2 separate regions of the Xenopus laevis genome follow, and region 1 is linked to region 2. A link is a contact called in public Hi-C data. All regions are on one chromosome and are shown on one strand. Each heading gives the region's core, a stretch centred on a gene start, on an enhancer-like site or on the middle of the called end of the contact. The rest is flanking DNA. Distances are from core to core; before and after follow the strand shown.

Region 1 (4,682 bases), core at 67-2,566, 53 kb after region 2:
ACAAAAACAGGGGTGACTCCTAAGTCACCTGTTAAGTAATTTCTGGAATTGTATTTATAATGAAGTATAAACACTGGCCCAGGCTATTCCCTTAAACATTATTACTTATCAGCATGGTGATCACATACAGTTGCTTTCCACTAGGAAAATACAGGTATGGGATCTGTTATCTGGAAACACGTTATCCAGAACGTTCCTTATTCGGAAAAACCCAGGTCTCGAGCATTCTGGATAACCAGCCTATACCTGTACTGGGAGATGAATTTGGTACCAGGTGAAATGCAAGTCTGGTTACTGAGCTGAATATATGTAATGTGTTTATAAAATGTATTGTGTTACTAAATCCATGTCTTTCAAATGATTGCTTCAACAAGGAGCTATGTATGTAAATATGTATACACAGTAGGTCTGTATGTTGAGTTATCATTCAATGCTGGGAGTTGTTGTAGAGCTAAAGGCATTCTTGGCTTGCACTTCAGGATATGTTGGTTCCTTTCACTAAATGACAACAAAGCCCATATAAACGCTGTAATACTATACATCCAATGCAAATAGAGGCTTACACAGACTGTCCCTTTATGTTGGGGACAAAGAAATAACAAACCCATGCCCATACTATAATAGGAGATTGTCTTCTAAAGAATTTACGGAGTGGGCAATCCCTCTCCTGCCATAAAACGGAAATAACAATTTAGCAATTAACAACATTGTTTGGCCTAGTTTCCTCAACAAGTCCTAATGACACCAAAGTAGTGTCAATCTCATTAGGGTCTATCTCAGAGAATTATGTTGGTGCAACGATTGTGTGCTGATGAATCTGTACTTCCCCTTTATCCGTTCCTGAGGTTCCATTCTGATTGCACTTCACTGTAGTATTTTGTCTGCATCATGTGTAATATACAGGAATAAAGCTTGAAATGCACAAATCCAAGATTTTATAAAACCCATATGAAATGTGAGGTTTACAGATTACAGAGTGCTAAATCTAAAGCAAAGCCTCAAGGACAGTGGGAAGGTTACATTACAGAAATTAAATTACAGAAGTGCATCAGAGACTTGGACGCGCATCCCAAGGTCTTGGTCATAATTATATAGGAGCACATCAGCTCGGACATGGTATAGTTATAACATAATAAAAGACAGAAGTACAGTCTCTGTAATTTAGATCTCACATTAAATAATAATATCACATTATATCTCACATTATTAATAGTAATAAAGGATTTTATGCTGATCATTTGTGGATATTTCCTTACCTGAATGCCAGCCCATGCAATTGCTACAGGTCCACCAGAAATTTAAAGCATTTGATCCCTTTTTGGTAGAATGTCATTGTTCAGGGCTAAGCCACACTGTAAGGCAGTGGTTCCCAAACTGTTGGACTTGGAGCAGTGGCAAGGGTTGAGGATGAAGACCAGTTAGTGTGAGATTTGGGGAGAATGTCTAATTTTTGTATTAGAGATAGCTGAAACTCAGCTGGAAGGTCAATTTTGGAAAAAAATTGAGGTTAACACTTGTTTCCTGCCCAGGATATTTCTGGAACTATGTATAAATGAAACCAGTGCTGTGGGGAGCTGAGATTTGGTGGATTTAATATCTAGACACTTGACCTTGGAGGCATCTTCATGAACTATACCCACATTAAGGAAATATACAGATTGCTAAACTGATATTTTATTATTAAAACAAATTACAACCTACATCAGGGTTACAAAGAACTGATGCAAAGTCTGAGCCAATGACAAAGCCACAGAGCAACCCCTCTCTTCTCATAACAAACATCACTAGTTTTAGGTTTTTGCCTGTTGAACTCTTGAGCTCTTGTTCTTTCTCAGCATTTGTGCACTTGCTAACTGCTCTCAATAATAAATAGTAATGGTTGCCCATCGATCTCTTGGAGGCTTTATGGCTCGCTCTTCTTTGTGGAAATCTTCCAGTGTCTTTACATATTGTACATGTTGTGCTCAGTGAACGGTGGCCAAGATTCTGCTGACAGATGGCAGCTTTAATACCTTTGCTGCTTCCCTGCTCTCCTAATGAGCAGCATTTATGGAAGTGGGGAAAAGACATTGTGGGAAGCAGCTCTTACTTCTTTCTGTTCTTCACTCTGAGCCATGACCTTGCATATTCATTGTCCGATAAAAGGCTCTTCCAAGAGAAACAAATATATGTCAAACCACCTGTGCTCTTGAATGTAGACACCATTAACTAAATCAAAGATGATACTGAGTAAATATTTTTAAAATTGTTCACAATGAGCCCAGGCAGGACACATGATGGAGTCTTTGGCTCATCTGAAGCTTGGATTGCTGGGTATCATGTGGGCATAGATTTTCAGGAGATTGTTGGGCATTACCACCAGTGTCAGACTGGCCCACAGGGATACCAGGAAAACTCCCGGTGGGCCCAGTTGTTAATGGCCCTCTTACTTCTAACCATTTAGTGAGGAGAGGAGAAATAATAGTTTGGAACAGTGTTGTAACTAGATGTTACTGGGCCTGAAACCAAATTAATTTTAGGGCCTCCAACATAACTAGAGGTTGTCCATTGTTTACCAATATACCAATATTTTTTTTACCAATATATGTTGAAATTGCTTATTATTTAAGGCCCTTATGAGGTCCCTATACCTCCTGTGGCCCCCTCCAACCGCAGGGTCTGCTTCCTCTGTAGTTACACCCCTGATTTAGAAAGTGGGCCCACGGTCTAAGGTTTTCTGGTGGCCCCTGGCATTCCAGTCTGACACTGATTACCACCATGACCCCACTCTTGTACTGCACCTTGTGCCCCATTCCATGCCCTTAAAATCTGCTCTCTGCCCGCCTATCTCTTTTAATTGCAGTCCCTCTGCCATGGGGTGATTCCTGCTGAGTTTAGAGCCATAGGAAGTTCACTGGGATTCAAACCTAGTATCTGGGGTTTCTTAAATTATAACCACATAAATACTGCAGCACCCCATTTCAATGGGAAATTGTGCTTTATTAGGTCAAGGAATAAGTGGCAATAGTTTGGGCCCCTACTAGCGGTTTCTCAAGCTTGCCTGGTTATGCATGACAATAGCTACTTAAAGAAGTTGTGTACCACCATATTACGTGTACCATATTGTACATGTTGTGATCAGAGAATGGGGCCTAGGATTCTGATGCTTTGCACCAACCCATTGTTGTTCACCTTAAATTAACTTTTAGTATGATGTAGAGAGTTATGTTCTGAGACAGTTTGCAATTGGATTTAATTTTTTATCATTTGTGATTTTTGAGTTATTTAGCTTTTTATTCACCAGCTCTCCAGCTTGCAATTTCAGCAATCTGGTTGCTATGGGACCAAATTACCCTAGCAACCACACATTGATTGAAATAAGATACTGGAATATGAACAGCAGGGGATTCAAATAGAAAGATAAGTAATAAAAAGTAGCAGTAGCAACATTTATAGCCTTATAGAGCATTTTTTTATTAATGGGGTCAGTGACCCCCATTTGATAACTTGTTTTAATTTATTTTTTTTATTAATTTTTAATTTTGAAAATAGCATCTACCATATCTGTACATTACTGATGACTTTAACATAAGTGCTCCCCTCTGCTTTAAAAGACTTAAAAAGAAAGCTGGGAAGAGTCAGAAGAAGAAGGCAAATAATTCAAAAACTATAGAAAAGAAAAAGATGAGAGTCAGTTGAAAAGTTGCTTAGAATTTACCATTCTATAACATACTAAAATTTAATTTAAAGGAGAACTAAACACTAAGCCTAAAGTTTCAGCTTGTCAATAGCAGCAATGATCCAGGACTTCAAACTTGTCACAGGGGGTCACCATCTTGGAAAGTGTCTGTGACACTCACATGCTCAGTGGGCTCTGAGCAGCTGTTTTCTCGGAAAAATCGTATGAATTGACCATCAACTAAAAAGACCAATTTGCCAGGAAAACAAAGGGGAGCTGCCTGCTTGGCCCTGCAAACATAGATAGATTGCACTGGGACCGACAAAGATTTTTTGACCTGGCCTATCAATTTCCTGACATATGTCGGCCGAAAAATCGTAAGATGTACGATTGTTCGAATCCCACTAACTGCACGATAATTTCGAAGAATTGGTTGGACTTCTCTAAAATTGGTCGTTCGGCAAGAAGAATCGTCGCGTCTATGGGGAGCTTTAGGGGTCAACACTAATTATCAAGCAGAAAATGAGGTTAGCAATATAAGCTGATGCTACAGGACTGATTATTAAATTGTGATGCTAATTGCACTGGTTTCTGTGATGCCATGTAGTAATTATCTGTAATAATTACTAATCAGCCTTATATTGTGACATTTCTATTCTATGTGTACTGTATATTGTGAGTGGGTCCCTAAGCTCAGTAAGTGACAGCAGCACAGAGCATGTGCAGTGAATCAGCAGAAAAGGAGATGGGGAGCTACTGGGGCATCTTTGGAGACACAGATCTTTACTGCTAAAGGGCTGTGGTTGCCTTGGGCTGGTACAGAAGCCCAAAACATAATGTACAACATTTCTAACCTACTGCTTTAGTTCTCCTTTAAAGCTTGTTTTGTCTACAGTATATGATAGTTTGGGATATTATCCAGTTTAATATCAGTAATAAAGAGAACAATACAACAGCGCTTTCAGCAGGGGGACAGACTAGAAGGCGATGGGATAGGAAAATGGGGAGCGTGGGAAAGTCTGTT
Region 2 (4,717 bases), core at 263-2,762:
GTGCTGTTCTTAGATCTGGTTACCTTCCCATTGGTCTGTTGTTAGGCTGCTGGGGGGGGGGAGGAGGGGGGTGATATCACCCCAACTTGCAGTACAGCAGTAAAGAGTGACTGAAGTTTATCAGAGCACAAGTGACATGACTGGGGGCAGCTGGGTAACTGACTATATATCTAGCCTCATATCAGTGTCCTTATCGGCACCCAAAATCCAGAACCAATGCTAGGCTCCCTGGTCTCAGCTCTTGCTTCTGCCTTTAACAGCTTCACTTCGGGAGGAACCCTCGCCTAATTGGATGCCACCAGGTGTTATAAAGAGAGGAGACAAGCTAAGGGTTCTGGACGAGCAGAGGGGCACGGGTCGGAATACAGATTTCAGAATAGTCGGTTACTAGGCAGGGGTCAGGATCACGGAAGTCAGATTAGTCAGGCAGGCAGGGGTCAAAACAAGAATCAGATACAAGACAATAACAGGAACGCACCCAGGAACTCACAAAGACGAACTAAATAACGGGCAATGAACGCAGTACTGAAGTCCCTTTAAATACCCTTAGAATTTTGCTGTAGTGTTGTGAAATATCTCTCAGATATCTGGCTGCGCGTCCTGCGCCAGAGCCCGCCCCCCTCTAGTTTTAGGTACTTGTACATCTTATCATCTGTGGGCCGTGGATTGAGCTGTACCTAGGGTTGCCACCTGGCCGGTATTTTACTGGCCTGGCTGGTAAAAATGTTGCTTGATGCCAACGTTATTTATAGGAAAAAAACCACAAAATTATAGGAAGAGCTGTATTTTTTTCCAGAAAAGCTGGCAACCCTAGTTGTACCCAGTTTTGCACCAAGGCTAATAGGGGTCCACTTTTCCCTATAGGATAAACGCTGGTAAACGCTAAAATGTTATTTAATACCACTCCACATTACCAGTACCGGTTGATAATACACAAAAGCCATAAATATCTTGTAAATGATATCCTTATAAACGGTGAGTTCTAATGTCATCTAATGTCATCAGTTATAGTTCTGATGTCATTTCTGTCACATGACTCACTAAAACTTGTGTATTATAATAAATAAAGTCTCACCAGTTGCAAAATATGAGGATATTAGAAGTCACCTCGGAGTTCCATGACCTGTATAAAAACACTCAGCCTTCAGCCTCATGTTTTATATGGTCATGAAACTCCTCGGTAACTTATAATATCCTAATATTTTACAAGATGGGGTACTTTATTCACTGTATTATCTATACTCATGTGATATCACTGAATGTCGTGCTTTCCCTTTGAAATTGTTTATTTCCCGGTATTGTGTGACGCAGAACTACGAATACACGTTTATTTCGTCACAATATTACGCGATTGAGGCGTGGTATCATCACCCGGGCACCAGGTGAAACCTGACCTGCTCCCACACACCTAGACCTTGCAACTCAGCTTTAGATGGTTCTGTAACCAGAGAACATAGGCAAGGGCGCCGTGACGTTGCGAGTGGGCGTGGCCTTGGAGACCAGCGAGTAGCGCAGTACAGAGGGTGCGGCCTTGAGTAAAGGGCGTGTTGTTGTTGGCGGTGACACGACAGGTGGGCGGAACAGAGGGAGTGACGCTGCGTGTGTGTTGGTGTCCGTGTGAGCTGCGGTTTGTGATTGTGTTCTGTCGCGGGCTCCTGGCTGGGGATTGGCGGCGCTCGGTGGAATCTGGCTTCCCGATGAGTTAACGAGGTTGCGGCTTATAAAGGGGCAGGGGTGAAAGTGTCAGGTTCTCTGTATCCCGGGGAGTATAGAGGCGTGAGGGATCGATTACCTTATCTCAACCCTGTGTCTGCTTCACATTCATTTCAATGTAATGGCTCATACATTCTGTGCATCGCTGCTACACTACAGACAGCACGGGGCAGCTCGTTATGGACAATAATTCATGTTAATAGCCCTACAGGCTGCATAGGAATAGCACAGCCATGGGATCTGTTATCCGGAATCATTGTTACCTGGCCTTCCGGATAAGGGGGAATTCCATGATTGGGAAGAGCATGCTTTAAGAAAATGGCATTGTAGTATTTATCGATAATGGGTTTATGTTTAACAGATCCCATGCCTGTGCTATATAACAAAAGCCATGAAGATCCTGTAAATTAAATCCCTTTAAACAGTTCTTAGTGATGTCATCAGTTATAAGTGATGTTTTACAATATCCTTTATACTTTACTTCATTTACTATATATAGCCTCCAATTTACAGGATATTACATTAGCTCTCAACTATATAGTACTTGTACAGTAGGGATTATAATAATAATAAAGTACAGTTATTATATCAGCAGTACATTCCTCATACAGTATGGGCAACAGTAATGATATCACTTGTATACGTTATAGTAATGCTACCAACTATACATGTCTTATAGGTTTTGATAAGAACTCCCTTAGTTTGCTTTATATAGTTTAGATTACATAATGTTTATATAGCCATGGGTTCTGTTATCAGGAAAAGGTCCGAATAATGGGAAGGCCATCTCCCATAGATTTAATTTTATCCAAATAATCCAAATTTTCAAAAATGATTTCCTTTTTATCTGTAATAATAAAACAGTAGCTTGTACTTGATCCCAACTAGGATATAATTAATCCTTATTGGAAGCAAAATCAGCCTATCGGGTTTATTTAATGTTTAATTGATTTTTCTTTTTTAGTCGTATGAAGATCAGAATTACAGAAAAGTTCCATTATCTGGAAAACCCCAGGTCACAAGCATTCTGAATAACCGTTCCCATAGCTGTAATCATTATCTGCTGTATATACAACACACAAACAACAATCCTATCAGCCATGTTTGCCTCATAATGTTTGGATCGTCATATCTGATTGTATGTGTTTACAATCTATATAATAACACTGCTTTGTCTTGTACAATTTGCCTCGTCTAATGTATGTGTCTAATACAGAATGGATAATAATGCTACCATTCATATAGGCCTTTAACGGTTTGGCTAAGGATGTTGCCTGTATATGTCTCATACTGTATGTATAATAGTAATAGTAGCATCTGTACAGGGTTTTATACAGTCTGCGTAATATTAATGCTCTGAGCTATAATGCTCTAATGCACTATGGATAATAATACTCTCAGCACTTCTAAAATATCCTATCACAATATCCTATTGATAATAATATTGATAATAATAATAATAATAGCTACAGCATTGCTTGGGTAATAACACTAGAGAGGTCTCATGCAGTTAGAATAATACTGTATTGCTGCTGCCTATATATCATACAGAATATAGTGACAACAGCCCTAATGTTCTCATGCAGTTTTGATGGTGATCCTTATCAGCCTCACTTGTTTCATACCATTTAGAAAATGACAGTGCTTCCAGTCATACCTCAATGAGTATTGTGTTATAGTATTTGCTTTAAAGGTCTTATACAGTGTGATATAGGTCTCATACAATGTTTATAATAACGTTATTGGCTGTACAGGTCTCATATAGTGTTTAGAAAAACGAGCTCAAATCAGAAAATACTCCAGGTCATGTAGAAGTCAATGGTAGAGGTCATTTCAACCATCTTAAGATGTTTGTAGCCTTCATGATGTACGGGGGTTTTTTTCGGTGGGTTTCGCTCGAATAATTTGAGCGATATCTAGGTTTTTTTTAGCAGAAAACTCAATTAATACAAGTTTTTCACCGCAAATTTACCGATTCAATTCTTTACAATTGAGTTTTTTTATATGCATTAAAAAACGTTTGAGTTGTGAGTTCATTTGAGGTATAAAAAACCTCTAAAACGTGACCTTTGATAAATAACCCCCTTAATGTTTACATGGTTTTCTAGTAGACATAAGGTATGATGATCCTAATTGCAGAAAGATCTGTTATTCGGAAAAACCCCCATGAGCATTCTGGATAACAGACCCCATACCTGTAAATCCATATCCTACCATATCATGTGTTTATGATAATTATAAATCCCACTCTTTCTACCCAAAACTTTTTCTCTGTGAGTCCTAGAATTGTTGCACCTTAAGGTGGCCGTAGACGTAACAATTACGATCTTTCTTGGAAACGATCTTTCCAAGAAAGATCGTTCGTTTCAATACACACGTGTAGAGCTGAATCGTCAGATATACAGATAGAAACAATAGAATTCTACGATTCATCACTAACAATGGCCGATGTTCAGGTCCCTTCAAGGCACCCGATCAAAATTTTCCATCCAGCCCGATCGACGAGCCGACCAATATCCAAGTCTTCTGCCGATATCGGTCGGCTCTTTTTCCATCATACATGCACCGAATATCGTACAAAAAATTTGTTTCTCACGATATTATCTGTGCGTCTATGGCCACCTTAAGTCTGTATTAATAAATAACTTACCGAAACTCCACTTGCACTCCTCTTCAGAAAAGGCGATCTATGGATCCATCTCGCAGCGCTCGATTTCTCCTCCCTGCCTTCCTTATAGGAGATAGCCAGGGAGTGCCGCATGATGGATCATCGCCCTATCGCCCTTTTCTGAAGAGGACACAAGCAGAGTTTTGGTAAGTTATTTCTTAATAAAGACTTAGCGATTTAAAAGTTTAATTAGTCTTTGTGGTTTTTTTTCAGTCTATACTAATGAATTTTAGAGAAAAAAAATTGATGTTACTGGTCCTTTAAAAGGCAGCTGTGTTTGAGCAATATGAGTTCATGTAAGGTTAATGCTAAGGATAGTGCATTGGAGGTGTATAT

What was found. A called contact is a pair of places that touch in the nucleus more often than the background predicts.
Region 1: a contact with region 2 is called in a Hi-C map of the XL177 cell line, with 4 times the contacts expected there. The contact joins the enhancer-like site here to the promoter of LOC108718775 in region 2. A contact is called at or near these places in 2 of 4 Hi-C or Micro-C datasets (the XL177 cell line and animal cap).

The regions. Positions count from the first base shown.
Region 1 is chr6L:23,560,810-23,565,491 of Xenopus_laevis_v10.1, forward strand. The region is part of intron 3 of LOC108718775 (MAGUK p55 subfamily member 7); the gene reads left to right. Among protein-coding and RNA genes, the nearest start is that of LOC108718775, 54 kb to the left of the region's middle. Within about 2 kb of position 1,317, at least 1 of the 7 cell types and tissues checked has an H3K27ac peak or open chromatin away from gene starts, as enhancers often do.
Region 2 is chr6L:23,507,914-23,512,630 of Xenopus_laevis_v10.1, forward strand. It overlaps LOC108718775 (MAGUK p55 subfamily member 7), which reads left to right and starts at 1,513. Exons shown (of 22, transcript XM_041565833.1): 1 at 1,513-1,710.